Regions from separate parts of the Mus musculus genome. Here regions 1, 2, 4, 5, 6 and 7 are each linked to region 3. A link is a contact called in public Hi-C and promoter capture Hi-C data. All regions are on one chromosome and are shown on one strand. Each heading gives the region's core, a stretch centred on a gene start, on an enhancer-like site or on the middle of the called end of the contact. The rest is flanking DNA. Distances are from core to core; before and after follow the strand shown. Region 1 holds the start of Gmcl1 (germ cell-less, spermatogenesis associated 1). Region 2 holds the start of Chst13 (carbohydrate sulfotransferase 13). Region 3 holds the start of Eefsec (eukaryotic elongation factor, selenocysteine-tRNA-specific). Region 4 holds the start of Anxa4 (annexin A4). Region 5 holds the start of Mxd1 (MAX dimerization protein 1). Region 6 holds the start of Nfu1 (NFU1 iron-sulfur cluster scaffold). Region 7 holds the start of 2610306M01Rik (RIKEN cDNA 2610306M01 gene).

The links. Promoter capture Hi-C pulls out the DNA fragments that hold promoters and counts their contacts. A called contact is a pair of places that touch in the nucleus more often than the background predicts. Capture Hi-C pulls out chosen DNA fragments and counts their contacts.
Region 1: a contact with region 3 is called in a promoter capture Hi-C map of pre-B cells, with 3 times the contacts expected there. The contact joins the promoter of Gmcl1 here to the promoter of Eefsec in region 3. A contact is called at or near these places in 3 of 39 promoter capture datasets (liver and pre-B cells) and 1 of 484 Hi-C or Micro-C datasets (pre-B cells).
Region 2: a promoter capture Hi-C map of liver shows a contact between it and region 3, with 2.4 times the contacts expected there. The contact joins the promoter of Chst13 here to the promoter of Eefsec in region 3. A contact is called at or near these places in 2 of 39 promoter capture datasets (both in liver).
Region 4: a promoter capture Hi-C map of liver shows a contact between it and region 3, with 2.3 times the contacts expected there. The contact joins the promoter of Anxa4 here to the promoter of Eefsec in region 3. A contact is called at or near these places in 2 of 39 promoter capture datasets (liver and pre-B cells) and 1 of 9 other capture datasets (liver).
Region 5: a promoter capture Hi-C map of liver shows a contact between it and region 3, with 3 times the contacts expected there. The contact joins the promoter of Mxd1 here to the promoter of Eefsec in region 3. A contact is called at or near these places in 3 of 39 promoter capture datasets (liver and pre-B cells).
Region 6: a Hi-C map of B cells shows a contact between it and region 3, with 7 read pairs. The contact joins the promoter of Nfu1 here to the promoter of Eefsec in region 3. A contact is called at or near these places in 3 of 39 promoter capture datasets (liver and pre-B cells) and 1 of 484 Hi-C or Micro-C datasets (B cells).
Region 7: a contact with region 3 is called in a promoter capture Hi-C map of liver, with 5 times the contacts expected there. The contact joins the promoter of 2610306M01Rik here to the promoter of Eefsec in region 3. A contact is called at or near these places in 3 of 39 promoter capture datasets (liver and pre-B cells).

What each region holds. Positions count from the first base shown.
Region 1 is chr6:86,732,113-86,734,812 of GRCm38.p6, forward strand. It overlaps Gmcl1 (germ cell-less, spermatogenesis associated 1), which reads right to left and starts at 1,266. Exons shown (of 14, transcript NM_011818.3): 1 at 799-1,266. The coding sequence starts at 1,052.
Region 2 is chr6:90,323,788-90,326,631 of GRCm38.p6, forward strand. It overlaps Chst13 (carbohydrate sulfotransferase 13), which reads right to left and starts at 1,398. Exons shown (of 3, transcript NM_027928.1): 1 at 1,288-1,398. The coding sequence starts at 1,375.
Region 3 is chr6:88,445,089-88,447,801 of GRCm38.p6, forward strand. It overlaps Eefsec (eukaryotic elongation factor, selenocysteine-tRNA-specific), which reads right to left and starts at 1,451. Exons shown (of 7, transcript NM_023060.3): 1 at 1,118-1,451. The coding sequence starts at 1,391.
Region 4 is chr6:86,792,224-86,795,046 of GRCm38.p6, forward strand. Anxa4 (annexin A4) reads right to left here and starts at 1,361. Exons shown (of 13, transcript NM_013471.2): 1 at 1,286-1,361.
Region 5 is chr6:86,667,626-86,670,427 of GRCm38.p6, forward strand. It overlaps Mxd1 (MAX dimerization protein 1), which reads right to left and starts at 1,534. Exons shown (of 6, transcript NM_010751.3): 1 at 1,311-1,534; 2 at 913-1,009. The coding sequence starts at 1,383.
Region 6 is chr6:87,008,395-87,011,094 of GRCm38.p6, forward strand. Nfu1 (NFU1 iron-sulfur cluster scaffold) reads left to right here and starts at 1,442. Exons shown (of 8, transcript NM_020045.3): 1 at 1,442-1,565. The coding sequence starts at 1,507.
Region 7 is chr6:86,848,138-86,850,837 of GRCm38.p6, forward strand. 2610306M01Rik (RIKEN cDNA 2610306M01 gene) reads right to left here and starts at 1,303. Exons shown (of 1, transcript NR_028298.1): 1 at 270-1,303. It overlaps Aak1 (AP2 associated kinase 1), which reads left to right and starts at 1,368. Exons shown (of 16, transcript NM_001378654.1): 1 at 1,368-2,078. The coding sequence starts at 1,916.

The DNA.
Region 1 (2,700 bases), core at 16-2,515, 1.7 Mb before region 3:
CACTTTTTTTGTCAACAAAAATGCAATGTCCATAAGCAGATCCTTTTTAAAAATTTCATTAAAAAATTACATCTGTGTGAGTCTAACAGTGACCTTAAAAAGAGAAAAAAAAAATCCTTACTGCACAGTATATTCTGGTATACGCCACATCTATTTCACAAGCAATGATTTTTTTTTTTCAACTCTTCCCTCAAAAAAATCTTATGCAACCTACACAGAGTGCAGCCCACCTCAACAAGCAGACTTTGTTCTTAACTGGGCGAATCTCCATCACTGGTCCCTCTAGTGACAACACAGAGAGATGTCCATCTCAGGGACTACTATGCTCCTCTCTTTACTGATTTATGGCTAGTGATGCACAGTAAAATTTCCCGTGGCTATCCTATTCAAAAAGCAAACGCCTGCTACGGAAGGGACGCGGAAGCTCTGGCTAGTCCTTTTAGGCTCAGGTTGAGGCTCTGACACTCAGGAAGCTTCTGTTTAATGTGCAGAACCCTAAGCTTTCTAGCTCCCGCACTGATCCCAGGTCCACCCAACACGCGCGAGCTCCCGTATTAACCCAGGTCTATCTGCAAACTCCCAGACCCTACACTGACCCAGGTCTGTCTGCTAATGCCCAGCTCCCGCACTGACCCCAGGTCTGCCCGGCACGCGCCCGCTCCCGCACTGACCTAGGTCTGTCTGCAAACGCCCAGCTCCCATCTGCTCCGCGGGCACTCACCTCCCGCACCGACCCTCCCGCGCTCTCCTGTCAAGGACACCGGGGTCAGGCCCCCCAAGGTGCGGGGCGTTCCGTACCTGCGCGGCGTGTTCAGCAGCCTCTGCTGCTCGTCGCCCTCGTCCTCGTCGTCGTCTGTCTCGGAGTCGGGGTGACAGTAGCAGAATGTGCCGCTGCTGCGCTTGCGCTTGCGGCCGCCCGGACAGTAACAGAAGCTGTGGCCCGCATCTTCGCCGGCGTCCGACCTGCGGGCCGCGCCCCCAGCCCCGGGCGTGGGTTCGGGCTGCTCTGTGCGCCCTGCGGGCCGCAGCACCCGGCTGCTGAGAGCGCCCATGGCTCCGGCGCCTAGGGAGCACCGAGGGGCCGCCCCGCCATGCCCGTATCTCCACCGCCTACTCCGCTGCCGCCTCGCGCGCAGCCCCAACCGTCGCCGCGAACGCAGTCACCTCCATCCTCAGCCCCGCCCGTAGCGCCTCAGCGGACCGGCTTCGCTAGACCTCGCCCCCTCCTTCTCCCAACAAAGCGCGCGCCGCAGGGCGCAGGCGCAAGGCGAGCCTCCGGAAAAGGCGGGGCGGGAGGACGGAGCCTGCGCTGCAGGTTGCGCATGCGCAGGCTGCTGGCCCGTCCCTGCGGCGCTCAGCCCCGGTGCGTGTCTGACTTCCGCGGTTCCGGCTTCAACGGAGGGGCGTGGGCACTGTGTGCTTATGCCTAACAGATCTCGGGATCTCTGTCGCTGGTTCTTCCCGTAAGCTTCCTCGATTCCGGGGTCTCATCCAGCCCTGTACGGTTAATAAGAGGACGGACTTGCCAACATGGCCTTTGCTTCCAGGGCTCTAGGACCCGACTGGCCCGGTTAGATAGATGACCGTCACCCAGCTGTGTTGACCGGGTTCAGTCTGGAGCCTCAGCTAGCCTCCAGGTCTTGCCTTCCTTCTGCTGCCTTGTTTTGATTTAATTATTATTTTATTGTGTCAGTGTCTCGTACTACATACTTCGACTCACTGTATAGGATGCTCTTGAACTCTTGATCTCCTGTTTCTACCCCCTGAAAGCTGGGATTACAGCCATGTATGTGTCACATCACCTTCGTGGACCTGAAATGCTGAGTATCAGATGCAGGGCTTCTTGAATGCTAAGCAAACATTCTACCAACTAAGCTACATCCCTGGCCCTCGATTTTTTTTTTTTTTTAAATTTTCTTCAAGGAAAAGTGTCACTCTGAAGCCCAAGGCTTCCCTGGAACTCTCAGAAGTCCGCCTATCTCAGCCTCTAAGTGCTAGGAGTTGAGGCACTGAGCTACCATACCTGCCTTTTATACCTTTCAAAGTAAAATGTTTATAATAGAATGTTTCAAACAGAGCAATACAAGTACCTGTGGACCTACTACTGGCTTGGAATTCTATCACACTTACTTTGATTCACTCCCCTTTAGCTTTATTGATATATAGTGGGGAATGAGAAACCCCTTGTGTACTAATTCTCAGTTTCCAGCCTCTCCCTCTCTGTGCCATTTCTATGCATGTCTTTACACGTATAACCACTCTTCTGCTGCACATTCAGACATGTAATTTAAATGGAATTGGACCATCCCAAACCTATGATTTCTCCTCTCCTAAAACTATACTTTGAATGGAATCTCTAGTTATTGTCACTGCTCATTGTTAGACACATCATTTGCCTACTCCCTTGCCAAGGGGTTTCAGTTATTTCTACGTAGATGCTCTTTCAGGAACACCACTCGCAAAAGCTTCATCAGGCAGATCCCAGAAACGGGCTCTTGGGAAATTTTCAACTTTACGAGTTCTTGCCAGTTTTTCGCCCCCCCCCCCCCGGAACTGACTGCATCAATTCACCATTTGCACTCCGTTATAGCAGTATATGTCCTTTGTGAGCCACTGAGGAATTTCTCATGTTTGAGAAATTCTGAGGGTGTGTAGCTGAGGCTGGTTGAAGGAGAAGTGGGAGGAAGAGAACTACGGTGG
Region 2 (2,844 bases), core at 148-2,647, 1.9 Mb after region 3:
GGCACATGCCTCTCTGCAGACACACCCCAGGGCCAGACTATCCACTCATACCCCAAAACAGTGTTTGGGCCCTGAGGGACCTGAGCCATTGTGGCCCAGGAATGGGTAAACATTTGTCTACAATGAATGACAGGGTGGACAGAGACTGTGGCATCAGCAGACACTGCGACCACACCCAGACCGTGCCAAGGGACATGTTAGACATGAGAAAGCACCTATACAGAAGTAGCCATTCACCTACAGGTCTTCAGTAAGGAGAAGGCTCCCTTCCGGGGGGGGGGGCTTGCAGGGGTGCCCTGGCACAGCCACTTACATCTGGTCATGCAGAGCTTGTTAATTGGCAGAGTGAGTAGACACAGGCATGGTGACTACTCCTGAGGCCTTCCCAGTTCTGTTCACCTGGCATCCTTCCCAGGGGTCCCTAAGGACGAAGCCAGTGTGATGCACGGGCTGGGGGCCAAGCACTGTCTACTGTAACATTCAAACTCACCCTCCTAAAATCCCTGTAAGCATGGAGTCAGAACCTATTCCATAGATGAGACTGTTAAGGCCCTGGGAGGGGACAGATAATAGGTTAAGCTTGCTGAGTGACCTCTGATCTACAAGCCTGCTGGTCATTGAGGTCCTCCATGGATCAGTACCATTCTGAAAACAGTTTTCCCTTGTCCTGAGTCACTCTCAGCTAATGACCCTGTCCACCCTTGAGTAAAAACCTGTCTGGAAGTGAGCAGACCCCATACACACAGACTAAGGATGGACAAACCGTCAGAAAAGTAGCCCACTGCCCAGGTACCTCTAAGCCACTCCACACCTGACCTCTGCCCTCAGCTTGGTCTGTAAAGTGAGTTATCTGCCAGAGGATCAGAGGAGACCTAGGTTCATTCAGAGTGAAACTGACCACATGCCTGGTGGAAACTGGTACTAGCAGGTCGTGATCCCTGAAACGCCAGGCCAGCATAGACCTGTGCAGTTCTTCTGTGGATGTATAGACTCAGCAGGATCTCAGATTAAGACAGGCATCCAGGCCAGAGAGCAAACTGACTTCTCAAGGCTCAGAGAGTAGGGCAAATGTAACAAACGCATCTCTAGATTGACCAAAAGTTCCCACCAGCAGCTCTACAGGGAGTCAGACAGTGGTCATCTCGCCAGCGACAAGAAAAGAAGTTCCATGCGGGAATGGAAGGAACCTGTCTTCCACTGGCGATGCCCCAGCCCCAAACAACAGGCAGGTGCCAGGTGGCTCTCTAGCTGAGGAAACAACGCAGAGCCCCGGGCCCGCGCACTCACCGGGACGCAGGGCGCACAGGAGCAGGAGTGCAGCACCCAGACTTGCCACCACCGGCAAGGGCCGCCTGCAACAGGAGCGTCTTCCCATGCTGTGCCTGGCACGCGTGGCAGGCGACAGTCATCCGGTGCGTTCTCCTTCCTACTGTGCGGCGGAGGTCCAGGACACGCCCAGTTCTGCCCTTAGTTTAGGGCCCGCCCAGAAGCAGCGTCCAGTGCTCCAGGCTAGAGATAGACGCGCCTGACTGACTTAATGGGTAAAGCTGTAACCCTAGGCCAATGAAAGCAGTATCTATCCCTGATACTAGTCATTAAACCAGGATTCCCTACTTTACACTGATGGGAATTGGTAGTGGAGAAACTCTCAGATATGGGTGTCCCGGGCCCAAGTGCTCTACTGGCGGAGCTAGAAGCTGCAGCTGAGGTCCTGGGAGCCAAAGCTTTGGTCAGAAACGGACTCCAGAAGCTCAGGTTGGACACTCATTGCCCTAGGCTTTAACCCCTAGTACAGGGCAGCTACTGGAAGCCTAGGAATGACAGCTCTGGTCCCCAAGCTTTCGGACTCTTGACCCTCAGTACTGGCAAATGTCACAGCTTGTAAGTCCAAGGGTCCTGGGACCCCCTGCCATTAAGGCTCAGTAGCTTCTCCTCCCAGCCTGCCTTCTCCAGTCTTAACCCTTGGCAATTTCTTGTCTCTTCTTTACTTCCCCTGGCCTTGCCTATGGAACTTCTGCTCTCACAGCAGCCCCTCAGTTCCCTCTCTGGGGAAGACCACTTTGAAGAAACTCTCCACGTGGACCACACAAGTGATCACAAGCTGATTCTGAATGGAAGTGTGTGCACCAGTCAGGACACGGCCCTTCCTGAAAACTAAGGACTGGATTTGCATCAGTCATAGCGCAGGGAGCCAGGAAAAAGACTCCCCCTCATCGTGAGTAAAAATGCCCCAGAGTCATGTTAATTCCCCCAAGGCTGATGATGGGCAGAAAGTCCTGCATCCTGCACAAACTGTTTGAAACAGCAGTGACTGAGACCAGGAGTCCGGAGCTTCGAGATCCAGCAGCTGAAATCAGAAACTCAGCTTCCCAAGGTGCTCAAGGAGAGTTCAAAGCAGCCAGAAACCATGAGGACAGTAGTAAGGTTAGATAAAGCTGAAAGCCTCACTGCCGAGGAAGGCTCTAAGTGTCAGGATCACAAATCTTCCAGGACCCAGCAACTTAGCTTATGTAAAGGAAAAAAAAATAGCATGTGGTTTAAACCCAGCTCTTGGGAGGCAGAGGCAGGCCAATCTCTGTGAGTTCGAGGACAGCCTAATCTACAAATCCAGGACTATTAAACAGAAAAACCCTGTCTCAAAAAAAAATCAATCAATCAACCACCCAATAAAAAGTAAAAGATAATATTGAAGGGGTACTTTGTAATAGAGGCCTTTTTATAGCTGTCTTCACAGTGCCCAGTGTCCTAGGAGCCCACAGTGACTTTTCAGGTAGGAAGGGAGGTGGTCTGCACCACAGTGCAGGACAGCAGCCAGAGGTGTGTGGGGCAGAGAATACGTGAGGG
Region 3 (2,713 bases), core at 201-2,700:
ACAGAGAAAGGGAGGCCACACAGCTGGAATGACCCACCTGCCCCATATACATGCTTCCAGGCTTACAGCACACTGCTGGAAAGAAACCCAGGGCAAGCGGAGAAGCAGGAAATGGGTCACTGGAGCTACAGCAGGTAGACTCAGCCACACCTCCTTTTGTGCTGGGTGCTTACAAACAGGTTATGGGGTTCTGTTCTTAGATTTAAGTGTAGTTAAATGGGTTTGCAAAAGGAATTTAAAAAGACATAGCAACAGTTTCCTGTAGACGAATGGGAGGGGTCACGCTGAGCAAGGAAGGGAGGTTACAAGACCTTTTATTTATAATGGCCTATTCCTAAGTGGCCTGTAATTAAAGACTAATTAAGTGGTACAGATCCTAGAAGCAGATTTTAGCAGTGCCCATCATGACTGAAAACACGCAGGCCCTTTGCCTTAGCTAGTTCACACATAACTTATCCTGTTACACTAGTGCACATCCCAAAACCTTCTGGGCTAGAGTTATTCACTGCATTATGAATAGCAGCCAACTCTGGGAAAGTCACGAGGGTCAGTCAAGAAAATGTTGGTATAAAAGTACAAAGGAACTTTATGTGTAGATATAGTCTCCAGACAGTGATGGTTTGTGTATAAAGGGGACTGGGGGATGAGATCCTGAGAGAGCCTAGAGCACTTGCCTCTTATCAAGGCACTAGGCTCTACCCACTACCCCAACCGACCACAAGTAGTACAACAGAAGGAAAAAAACAGGATCTTTCATTTCTGCACCTTGTCTGCGTTTCTGTGTATGTTTCCTGAAACCATCCATACACACAGGAAACTGAGAGCAGTGTTTGGGACAGAGAACCAGGAGACCAAAGGACAGGTACGTGGTGACTTTTTTTTTTTTTTTTTTTGAAACTTGTATACACCCTTTTTGCAGGGTTTGTTTCTTTGGATCATTTTTCTAGGAAAGCATCTCGGTGCACGGCAGTGAAGGTGAGAACTGTGTCCGCGTCTGCGGGCTGTGAGTTCGAGACCACAAGCCTTCCGGGCTGGTGGCCAGGCCTAGGCTGTCAGGCCGCCATCCATCCCGCGAGCTCGGACCCCGAGCCCGGCTCCCGCCCCGGCCCGCGCTCACCGCCAATGATGGTCCGGATGAGGGAGGCGTGCCCGGGGCAGTCGACCAGTGTGACCTGCAGCAGCGTGTCGCTAGAACCGGGTTCTGCCCCCGGCAGCGGCACGACAAAACAGGAGAAGCCCAGGTCGAGCGTTATGCCGCGCTCGCGGCTCTGCGGCTGCTTGTCGAAGGCAGCAGTGGAGGCCGTGGTGCTCAGCGCGCGCGCCAGCGCTGTTTTGCCACTGTCGATGTGACCCAGCACGCCCACATTCACATTTACCCGCCGGCCGGCCATCCCGCCGCTGCCTCTCACGCCGTCGCCTGAGCGCCAGCCCCGCGGTCCGCCTGCTAAGCCGCACCCCCCCGCAACCCGCGCTGAGCGCACCGGTTCCGGCACGGAAGCTTCCGCCCTCGGGCGCCCACAGCCCTATGGCAGAGCGCACACAGGGCGGGACAAGAGCCGGCCTGCTACCTGGGTTTGCTGTCATCCGGCTCCCCACGCCACAAAGTCTCGCCAGTCTGAGATTAGGGATTCCTCCTTCCATCCATTCATCCATCCATGCATCCATCCATCCATCTCACCATCTATCCATCCATTCTTCCTTCCCTCCCTCCTTTCATCATTCCACTCACCCAGTCCATCCACACATCCCTTCCTCTATCCCTCCATACACACTCATCCATCCGTCCATTCATTTCTGTCAGCCTTTATTTTTTTGTTTGTTTGTTTGTTTGTTTTTTGTTTTTTTCAAGACAGGGTTTCTCTGTATAGTCTTGGCTGTCCTGGAACTCACTTTGTAGACCAGGCTGGCCTTGAACTCAGAAATCCGCCTGTCTCTGCCTCCCAAGTGCGCCACCACCGCCCGGCTGTCAGCCTTTATTAAGTGCAGACTGTATACACTTTACTGGGATGTGGTGATCGACATTATTTGCTGTGAAAACAGGAGTAAGTAAAACCCAAGACCAGTTGCCAAGCCAGACTATCTGGAAAGGACAGAGATGGGAAGGCGGGGAGCCTAGTGAGGAAGATACCCTCAAGGACTGTCACTAGACGTCCAGTGCAGACTGAGAATTGACCATCAGAAACCTGGAAGCACTGTGAAAAGAGGAAGAGGTCCTCGTTGATTCAGGGGAGGGGAGGTGGGGGTGGGGACGGGACAAAAACCTCACTTTGAAGTCTAGGCTGCCATGAGGAGCTGCAACTTAACTGTTGTGTATGAACTTGAATGTGTCGTGAGTGCTATACCAACCAGCCTCTGTAACCCCCTTCAGGCATTGAAAGGTGCCTAGAACCATGAAAGAGGTCACAAGCCTAAGTGGTTGCTCTGGCAAAGGATAAAAGCCTAGGAAAAGAAGGGACTTGGGGCCTCACAGGGGAGGAATGGCACTGGAGAGCTGAATGGCACTGCTCTCATGTAAAGGGGGTGGGGCTTGCTGGCCCAACATTCCCAGCCTTCCTTTTTCTAGGGCAGGAGGGGTTGCGGTTTGCAAGTGAATTGGTTTACACGGGCTTGTGTGCTAAATGCTTGGGCCCCAGCTGGTGGTCTGTCTTATGAGATGAAGCTTAGCAGAAGGCAGTAGTCGCTTCCTGTCCACCATGAAATGAGTAGTTCAGTC
Region 4 (2,823 bases), core at 111-2,610, 1.7 Mb before region 3:
CCAGCCCCTACCTACTACTCTTGTGTTGGTTTTGGTTTTTTGTTGGCTGGGTCTTTCTTTTTTTGAAGGCCAGATCTCGAATAGTCCAGACTACCCTCCAATATTACCCTGAACTACCGATTGTCCTGAAGTATGAGATTCTATTCCTTTTAAATCTAAAACGGGAAGCTTCCAAAAGGGTGTTGCTTGGGTTGGGACTGTCATTTTCTCCAAACTGTCCTCAAAGGCAAACGTACACCTGATTTATTTGGAGCCAAGGATAAAACCCAAGGCTTCTGGTGTGCTGGGGGCACGCTATCAACTGAATATATGCCTGGTCCTCTCTTCTTGTTCTTCTCTCCTCCGTTCTCTAGGGACTCACGGCCATAAATGGAGTTGCTTCCCACCTAAGGAAACAGTGAGTCTGGGAATGATGGGCAGAGGGATAGGTAACAACCGGCCATCCTATCCATCCTTCCACCATCCACTAAAGTGCCCAGTTTTAATGAAAGGCGCAGTTGCTTAAGGCCCAGAGTGCTCCTCCAGTAAATGGAGGCTTTCATACCCTTGAGGTGCACATTGAGCCAGCAAAGTGTTAAACCGCCAATTGTCTTAGGCGCCAAAGTCTCCAACTGGTCAAAGCACCGAGGACTAAGTTAAAATGTAGACACAGGCAGACACAGAATAAAAACTAAGAATAAGATGATTCCTGGGCGCCAGGCACTGTGTGGAGACCGTTCGCTACAAGAGAGGCGAGGAGCGCCCTAAGAAGACGAGAAAGCAAACTTACTTGCAAAAAGAAAAGGCAACACAAGTAGTGCTGGAGTGAGCTTCAGAGAATGTTAACTCAGTGGCTTATCCTCAGTGCGGAGTCCCGGGGGGGCTTTGACTCAGCAAAGGACTGCAGGAGTGCTGTGCACCGTGCGGCACTGCCTGCTCCTCCCCACGTTTCCCAGGTGGCTGCTCCGGTCCGGGACCTCACGCTTCCAGGGCGCGGAGCCAAGTGGCCCAAAGAACCCGCCTCTGGTCACAGCACCCGGTCCCTGAGCCCAAGATCCCCAGCCACAGTCTAGGACAACCGGCAGGAGCCCAAGATTCCCAGGTCCAAGCCTAGGACAGCGGGCGAGCCCAGGATCCCGAGGTTAAGTTCAGGTTTCCAGGCCCCAGCTGCGACCCAGCCTAGGATTCCCCAAATGAAGTCTAGATCTCCAGGTCCGAGCCTAGGACACCTGCCCGGAGCCTAGGACCCACACCCAGACCCCAGAGCCCGCGGCGGAGGTCCGGACCACTGCCCTAAGCCCCTTACCTCTGGTGCGGAGAAAGGCTCTAGACTACGGCGAATGCCACACCCTCGTCCCGGCCGATAGGACCCGCCCAGTCTCGGGGTGGAGACTGAGCCCAAGTTCCTGGTTGTCCCTTTGCCCACAGGAAAGTCCCTCCCCGGAGAAGCGCAGCTAGAGCACGAGAATCGCCCCCAGCACCAGGAGGGGCCTGAGGCAGATCACGCACTCGGCCTTTAACCCCACTGAGGACAGCGAGCCCACTCAGGACCCTGACCCTGCACAACCAGACTCCCAGGGTCTCAGCCTCGCGTCCTGCTGGGGTCGCACAACGTACTTGGGGCCTCGGCGCTCCAGTCTAGAGTGTAACTTGAAAAATCAGAACGTGACATCTGAGGACACAGTCCATGTCCTCCTTTCACATTATAACATACGTTCCAGAAAATTCTCAGCAGTTGCACGCCTCCCTTAAAGAAGACAGATGCAATCCTCAAAGTCAGGGGAAGGGTTCTCGGAGACAGGTACAGGTCACCGTTGGGACCGGGGTTAGAAGCAACTCTGGGTTTCCCACTAAACTTCCAACTGAAGCATTTCTTGGTTGCTAGCCAGCCTGGTTCTGGCTCCTTGCTGGACACGGAGGCACATGCCTCTTGCTACAAGGATAATGAATGCTTGAAGAACAGAGGCAGGTGCAGGCAACAGAGGCTCCACAGGCAACCTCCAATTTCATTTAACAAAGAATGGGTCGCTTTGGGCAGTGTTTGCTCTCTAGCCAACCAAAACCTAGGTGGTCATTATTTTAAATTGTATCAGCAACTGTAGCTAGAGGAGGTGGCTTATTGTGTGGTCAGGAGGAGGAAGGCTGAGGGGGTCAGGAGGAGGAAGGCTGATCTAGACTTGGGCCTGTTTTTTCATGTTCCAAAGTCTATATGTTTCTAAGCTTCCACAAGGGAAGACAAAATTAATCATGGTAATAGGAAGGACAAAATGAAGATTCAAGACTATTGTATCCTTTTAAAAGTAATTACATGCAGGGGAGGTGGGGTGGGGGGTGGATAAAGGTTAGTGTCTAGGAACTGTAGTTAGCCCACAGCTAAGCTGATCTTTATAGCAAGTGCAACCAGGCCACAGGCCTCTGATGTCACTTCTCCCAAAGTCTGCCCTAGCCCAGGTAGGGAAGCCACAGACAGAGGCTTTTACTATTACATATAAATACGTGTGCATTTTACTTATTTTATGTGTACAGATTTTTGTCTGTCTGTATGTCTACACACCAGCATAGGATCCCTTGGCTGCTGGGAATTGAAGACCTGTCTTCGGGGAAGACTCAGTGCTAGTCCCCACCTGAGTCTTTTATGGGAAACAAAGGCCAGGACTCCATCTGACCCAGGCTCATCTGGGATCTGAGGTCTGGGATCAGGGAAGGGCTGACCTCCAGTAGGAGTCTTGACTCTTTCTGAGCTCTGACAGGTGACATGCGACTTCTTCCAACAGATGGCAGGCTCTCCTGGGAATGCCCAGGAGTGCACTAACAGGGCATCTGCATCTTGTCTTACTTCTGGGG
Region 5 (2,802 bases), core at 284-2,783, 1.8 Mb before region 3:
ATAATTGAATAGCTCAAGATACACAGACTCCTACCAACTTGTTAGTGGTTTTGTTTTTGTTTTCTGAGACAGGGTCTCACTGTGTAGCCCTGGCTCACATGGAATTCCCTAGGTAGATCAAGCTGGCCTCCAAATCACAGAGATCCACCTGCCTGAGTGCTCCTGAGAGTTGGGATTAAAGATGTGCACCATCATGCCCAGCTACAACTAGTATTTTAAGAGCAAGGAGGGGGACATAGGGACAGTAACAAAGATGAAATGTTATTGTGGATCAGGGACTGTGAGTTCCCAGCCATTAACTAAACACTGGTGAAATTCACAGCTTTTGAGGGCTATGAGGTAATCTCTGAGGCTAACAGGAAAAGGCTGCAACTTGCTGACATCTTAGTGTAGCATGCATCTTCTCACAGAAGTGGGTTCTACCCTCAATCACTCTGCTCAGCCACCAGGAAGAGAGGTCACAATTGGGTTACCAGGCAAACTACTGCATTTAATGTACACATTAAATATAAATTTCTACCACCTGTGTCAGGCCAGATACTTCATTTATAAAATCTCTATTAACAAGCAAAATCAACTGATACCATGCCACATTTTGAATTAAAGGAAACTCTTGCTTGTAAAGCAGGCAAACACAGTAACCCTGCTGCCAGACCTGCCTGGAGCAGCCACAGAGCTTTGCTTTGTTCAGACGGTAAAAAGCAGAATTAATCTTGCTTTAAAAAGTCACACTGAAATGTTAGACATTCCTATTTTTCTCCTCTGTTTCCTCAACTTAAAAAGAAGGACTGCTTGGCACCATGAACACATTACTGAACCCTCAATGTATCTGTAGGGCTAGAATCCTGTAAGTCAACTAACAATCAGCCTTGGTCATTTTAGCTACAGAGAAGGGGAACATTGAACAGTTACCTGCTACTGGTGCTGTTCTTCTTGGGCTTGTTCCTCCGTTTGAAGGCATCTCTGTCCTTGCTGTATGGCAGCATGGAGGCATACCCATGTTCAGCTTCTAAAAAACCGAGGGGTCCCGTTAATAAGTGGGCCCAGAGCAACTGACACCCTGTCCCCGCGTCCGTCTGTCTGTCGGAGTCCGGGACACCGGGCGGGAGCAGGCAGGCGGAATTCTGAGAACAATGCCTGCTCTTTCCTGGCGTGGACGCCCTCGGTTCGGAGCAGGTGTGGAAGGTTCCAGCTGCTCGCCGCCCCCCGCGCTCGGCTTTGGGGCGCGGGCTCGGGGGTTGGCGCTCGCGGCCGGCCCGCGCCCCAACCACCCCAGCGGCCGCCCGCCCGGCCCGCAGCCCGCCGTGCACCTCTCTCCCGCCGCTCCAGGTAGTCGGCCGCCTCCAGCAGCAGCTGGATGTTCATCCCGACGGCTGTCGCCATCCTGCACCCGGCGGGCCGCCTCTCCGTGCCCGCGGGCCACCGGCCGGGAACACCGAGGAGCCGCCGCGCTGGCCAGCCAGGAGGGGCAGCGATGGGACAGCACGGAGACAGGAGCCCAGCCGCCACCGCCGAGTGTTTATCCCGACTCGCCGCCGCCCGCCCCCGGCCCCGTCCCTTGACAGGCCCGCGGCGGCGGCGTGCCTCATTGGGCCGCCCGCGGCCCGGCCCGCCCCCGGCCCTCCGCGATTGGGGAAGTGCCCGCGGCCCCGCCCCAGAAGCCCGCTTCCCCCGCCGGTTGGCCGGGCTTGACAAGGCCCGGGCTCCGCCCCCCACGCCCCATTGGCTGCAGGACTCGCAACTCCGCCTCGTGCTTCAGCCTGCCTCCCATTGGCTCTACGCCGATAGCCGGGCCCCCTTGGGCTCTCCGGGTATTGGGCAAGTACAGTATAGGGAATGCCGCTGCGCCCGCGCCTCATTGGCCTAATCCTCGGAAACCTCCCGGCTACGATGACGTCACCTCTCTGCCCAAGCAGCGGCCCACTCCCGTGCTGCTGATTGGCTACAAGGCAGGAGGGCAGGGCGGGTCCCCGCCCACTGGCCGCCGACCTGTTGCCCACTGTCTCCGGGGAGAACTTCAGGCCTAGCTGGGGACCTCAGCAGATGGTGGCACCTAGCTCCCACCCCAGGGGTTGGGGGAAAACAGCCGGCTCCCGTATACCACACTCGCACCGAGTGACCTGGTGCATAGAGTAAGGCTGAACCCGAGGCCATCCCTTCCATCCCAGAGGAAAACACTTCAGAGCAGGCCTCTCCCCAAGGCCACCAGCACCCACAGGAAAGCTCACTTTGTAAACACAGGTCCTTGAGCATCGCGACTTTTGAAATGAGAGCTTATTCGAGACTTACAGTGTAATGTCAACATATTCAATTTAAATGGCAGGAATAAAGCTAATGGGTAAGAAGTCTGAAAACTGAAATGAGCAGGGGAGTTTAAAATGAAACGTATGAGTGTTGTCAGTATACAGTTTTAGCTTTCTCTGTATGCATATGTCAGGTAATCCACCTAGAGGGTTCCCATCCCTCAGGACAACCTGTGAGGGTTGTCATCCTTAGTTACATTTGCACATGAAGAAAGAGGCTCAGAGACAAATAACGTTCCTGTTTCCCCTTGGCTTGGAGAAAGACCTGAACCCCTGTAATCTCATCCACAACTGCCCAGGCAATCCTCTGACTTATAGTTATACAAAAACAAGACGAAACAAAACAAAACGATCCCAACAACAATAACAACAACAAAATGGCAGGTATCCAGAACTGCAGACAGCCACAGAACTAAATTCAAACCGCCATTACACACAACAGATTTGGGTGCGATGGAGAGGCCATGTTCCTGGTATGTTCAAGGATCCAATCAAGGGC
Region 6 (2,700 bases), core at 192-2,691, 1.4 Mb before region 3:
CCATGGGAATCTCACCGTGGGGGACAAACTATTCCTTTTATTTATTTATTTTATGTATGTGAGTACACTGTAGCTGTACAGATGGTTGTGAGCCTTCATGTGGTTGCTGAGAATTGAATTTTTAGTATCTCTGCTCCATCCGGTCGGCCCACTCGTTCCGGTCAACTCTGCTCACTCAGTCCCTGCTTGCTCCGACCCAAACGTTTACTTATTATTCTACATAAGTACAGTGTAGCTGACTTCAGATGCACCAGAAGAGGGCTTCAGATCTCATTACAGGTGGTTGTGAGCCACCACGTGGTTGCTGGGAATTGAACTCAGGACCTTGGGAAGAGCAGTCAGTGCGCTTACCCATGGAGCCATCTCGCCGTGGAGGACAAACTATTCCTAAGTGTAGGCCACGTGTCCAGCTGTAGAATGGTCAACAAAGAACCAGCTCACTGGCATCTTTGAAGGTCCCTGGTCACATAATGTTAAGCTAGGACTTTGGGTTTGTATATTTATTTAATTACACATTTTTGTTTACATTACATTGTTTTTGTTTTTTATTTTATGTATACATATATTTTACAATTTTTCTCTCTTTCCCTTTCTTCATCCCTCCCTCCCCGCTTTGCCCTGTAGGTCCCTTTTCATATATATTATGGCTTCCAGTGTTGTCGATAGCCCTGGGGCTAATTATATTTTATGTTAATTCCGTTTTCCTGTGTGTGGTTTTGAACAAGGAATGAGTCAGCGCTCAGGTGATTTCCTGTAAACCTGCTTCCCACCTTAATTTGTAAAATAAAGGAGAGCTGATGATTGGGCAGATAAAAGGGAAGGTGGAATGGAAGGTGGAGAAAGAAGAAGGAGAAAATGGATGAAGGAGAGGACGCGGAGGAGGAGGAGGAAGAAGAAAAGCGGAGCAGAAGCACATGGCCTGGAGAAACTGCAAGCTCTAAGGGGTCTCATAGATGTGGAAGATGGTCGTGTAGCGGTAGATCTGTCCAAACTAGGTGCACATATGTATTCATATTAACTGTGTTGTGTTTTCATTGCTGAGGCATATTTGGATTGGAGATTTACCGCAACATTCCAGCTTTGTATTTTCACGGGACTCTTGCATATGTGAACAAGTGTGTCTCTGCACTTATATGCATTTCTTGAACTCTTTTCCTTGTTTGTTTTGTCCTATTCTGATGTGTTAGGTTTTGTTATATCATATATCATATATTCCCTTAGAAGCCTGTTTGTTTTCTAATGAGCGACAGAAAGGGGGTGAATTCGGAGGGGAAGTGTGGGGAAATTGGAGGAAATAGAGGGAAGGGAAACTGTAATCTGGATATATTATGTGAGGGAAAAAAATCTACTTTCAGTAAAAGGAGGGCGGAAAGGCCACCTGCAGCACCGCCCTCAACTTGTAAGGAACCGGCGTCCCCGGACCGCCCTCTCTGCAGGGCCTGAGTCTGCGTAGGACTTGGAGACAAGAAGGAGGCGGGTCCGCGCAAGCGCACTGGCACTGAAGTGATGGCGGCGGCCGAGCGGGCATGGGGAGCAGCGGTCGGTGTAGTCCGGCTGTGCAGGCGGTAGGTGTTGGCTCCCTGGCTAGCAGATCCCTGTCGCTGCCTTCTCACAGGCAGGAGCTGGCGTCTGAGGGACCCTTGTCCTGGCTCCAGAGCCCGAGGCCAGCCACCTTCCACGGATGTCCCTTGTAAATCCCACGGGAATGTGGCTCCGAAGGGAAGAGCGGTCCCGGGGTTGTGTCGTGTCCTGTCGTTCCCTTTCCAGGGAGATCACGGCTCGGAGAGAAGTGAGTGACTCGAGGAAGTCCACCGCCCAGGCTTGTGCGAGTGCGTCCTGTTCCTCTTCTAGAGCCACTCCCTCAGATATCTGTCAGACCCGAGTGTGACAACTATAGAAAGGGGCCTGACAGAATGCTGATGCCAACTTGAAGTTTCAAATGCATTTCATCAGGCTAGCATAGAATCCCTCATCATCTGTCATCCCAATACTTGAAAGGTGAAGGCAGGAAGACCAGGAGTTCAAGGCCAGGTTAGACTATTTATGAGACACCCTCCACCACCCCACCACCCCCGTTTTAAAACTCCTAAATGTATCTCATAAAAATAGCAGATTAACAGAAGGATTTTGTGGGTTACCCCCTGCCCACCTGTTTTCGATGACTCCCCTTCAGTTACTTTACTCAAGATCGGTTAGACTTCAAAACTTCCTGCCAGAGTATACTTCTGGTTTATCCACGCTTGCTGCTTTTTCCCAGGGTTGAAGGAATATTAGGGTGTTTCCAAATCCTGGAGTATCCACTCCATTCACTTAAAGAATAGTTACTAGTTACCACGTAGTGATAACAGCTACCATTTACTGAACGCTCACTGTGTGGCCTGGTGTGGCCCTTATTGCTAGGTGTTCCTTAGGGAGAGTGATCTACAATGCTCTGCACGCCTTTTGTTTCAAATGAGTGCGTCTAATAAGGATGCAGCACATAGTCCTAGCATAAGAGAGCAAGCAGCCAGAGGGCACAGCACCAAAGCAGGTACACCATCCAGCAGATCAGGCCGGGGGAAACCCCAGGATCCAAGACACTTACTGGGGACTCTGGTTGCCAAGGGTCTTCTCCTGGGTATGACATTTAATTAGCTATTTCTGTCATCGGCATTTTTTTTTTTTTCGATTCTCGAGACAGGGTTTCTCTGTGTAGCCCTG
Region 7 (2,700 bases), core at 53-2,552, 1.6 Mb before region 3:
TCTCTGCATAGCCCTGGCTGCCCTGGAACTCATTCTGTAACCCAGGTTGTCCTCGAAATCAGAAATCTGCCTGCTTCTGCCTCCCAAGTGCTGGGATTAAAGACGTGAGCCACCACTGCCCAGCAAGACCCATCTTTTTTTATTTCCTGGGGGCCCCCTTCTAGATCTTCCTCAAGTGCCTGAAGTAGAAATTCTGGGATGAACTGCAAGAGGGTAGTTGCATCTTTAAGAAGTGTGGGGAGCTGGTGGAAAAATAACCTATACTCAAAAAAGAGAAAAAACCATGTATTTCTTGGGGGAGAGGGCAGGGGAGGCAGGGATTTGGCACGACAACAACATCTTCTGTGAAGCAATCTAGGAGGAGAGATCTCAATTCCTTTCCAAATCCTTAGCATTTGACAGGTGCCAATCACACAGCCCTGTACTCTATCCGCACCCAAGCGATCCTTAGTAAACACAGCATCTTCTTGCGAAAGATTCTGAAGAGAAAGCAGTAGGTGTGTCTAAAGTTCCCTTTAAAGGCGTGAATATATCTGGTAAGGACCAGGCAAATCTGGGTCGGCAGAGGGCCATGGTTTGGGGTGGAGCCCAAGGATGGATGTAGCCTGGTCCCTAGATGCTCCGTGTACTGGATCTCCCGCAGTTCCTTCTTCGACCCTCAGGCTTCTCAGTTCTCATCGTGGTCGGGGACCGGAAGACACCTGCTTTGTTTCCTTCAGCACCGAGATTCCGCTCGGCTCCCTGCTGGCATCATACCCACTTCTCCCCAGCCCCCAAGCCTTCAGTACCTCCGCTCCCATGACGTCGGGGAACTCCCAAACCCAACTGGGGCGAGGCAGCTAAACCGCGTCCTTCAGGTGTCAGTCCGGACTCCTGTGAAACCACAATTCCCAGAGTGCCTCTGTCCATGAGGCCAAGCCATAGATAAAATGGCTACAGAGAGTGGGACGTGCAGCTGGAAAACTAGTCTCTGGTGACTTTAGCAGATGTACTTAAATACCCGAAGCCTCACTTCTGCACCACTCCACTATCATCTCCAGTCCCTGGAGACGGCGTCCGAAGGTGCGCTCGCTCCCGGGGCATCTTGGGAATTGTAGTCCAGATGCCAGATTACCCCGAACTACTCTTCCCAGGGTGCTCAGCGGCAGGACTACGGCAACGCTCTCTTCCAAGTGTCTCTGTCCCGAGTTCCACTGCTCTGGTTCCCTTCTTGCCATCGGTTTCTTTCGCTCTGTAGCTATAGCTGGTGCACCTGAGACGGCCCCTGAGAAGGGGCTGTGCGGCCCTGAGAAGCACTTCCGGTGGCAGGTCACTTCCGGGTGGGTGGTCGGAGCCGACGGGCGCGCGCGCGGGGGAGGGGCGGCCTCAGCGCGGCGCTCGGGGATCAGCTGGCGGGCGGGCGGGCGCCGAAGCGGCCCCGGCTCTGCGGCAGCGCCGCCTCCTTCGTGTCGCAGGCCGGCGGCCGTGGCCATGTCGCGGGGCTGGTAGCTGGGCTCGCCGCCGAGCGGCCGCTAGTGGGTGTCCGGGGCCCGGGGCGGGGGTCCGGGCAGGGGTCCGGTGCGTTTCCAGGGCTTTCCCGAAGAAAATGCACGCAGCGTTTCCTCTGGATGACGGCCTGTGCTTTCCCTAGGACCCGGCAGTTAGGCTCTGGAGTGTGTTACTGATTCATCCTCTCTCTGCCTCTGTCATCGCAGGTTTAAACTTAAACGATCGCTCCCCGAGGAGGAGGGGACCCGCCGCGCGATTGACAGTCTATTCCTGCAGGCGCCGTCCCTCAGCCCCCACCCCACGGCCGGATTCCCGGGGCTCTGCTCAGGGCTGAAACCGGAGAAGAAATCCTTAGATCTCTTTTCTTTACAACAAATACGAACCTAGAAACCATCGGCATTTTGCCTTGGCATTTCATATTGGAAAGATGAAGAAGTTTTTCGACTCCAGGCGGGAGCAGGGGAGCTCTGGCCTGGGTTCAGGCTCCAGCGGAGGAGGGGGCAGCAGCTCAGGCCTGGGCAGTGGTTACATCGGAAGGGTCTTCGGCATCGGGAGGCAGCAGGTCACCGTGGACGAGGTGTTGGCGGAAGGTATGTTGGGAAGCCAGTGCGCGGTGAATTAATCTCGTGTGCTGATGTGGCAAGACTCTGGTTTCTAGTTGTATGAATGGGTTTTGACCAACTGACCCTCCCTTCCCCCTCTGCACTTTCCTTGCGAGTCATTGTCCTTGAGAGAATTAAAACTCAGACTGGGAATTGACAGGGCTTGGGGGGGCAGTATTGCCCAAATAGTTTACCTCAGTGGCCTTTCATTTGGGTGGGTGGGGGGAGCGCGTGGAGAAATCTCTTCCTTTGACCGAATTATTCGGATCCTATGTGTGAAGTATAAGTGAAATGCAGGGTGGTGGTCTTGCCATTTCCCTGAAACTTTAAATTCTGATGCGGAGGCTGAAGGGTGGGGATGGGGAGAGATCTTAAAGGAGAGGGGGGCTTCTCCCACCTAACTTTCCTATTTCTTTAAGTAGGTAGCCAAAGAGGATTTCTCTGGGGACAGGAATGCATTTTTTGGTGTTTTGGTTAGGTTTGTTTCTTTACCCAACTGCAGTGAGGTCCCCAGGATGTGGCTAAGATAAAATCATAAGCGAATGAGATGGTTTTGAACTCAGACGCCTAGGCCTCTTTTCTCCTTTTAGTTTCTATTAAGAATGACTTA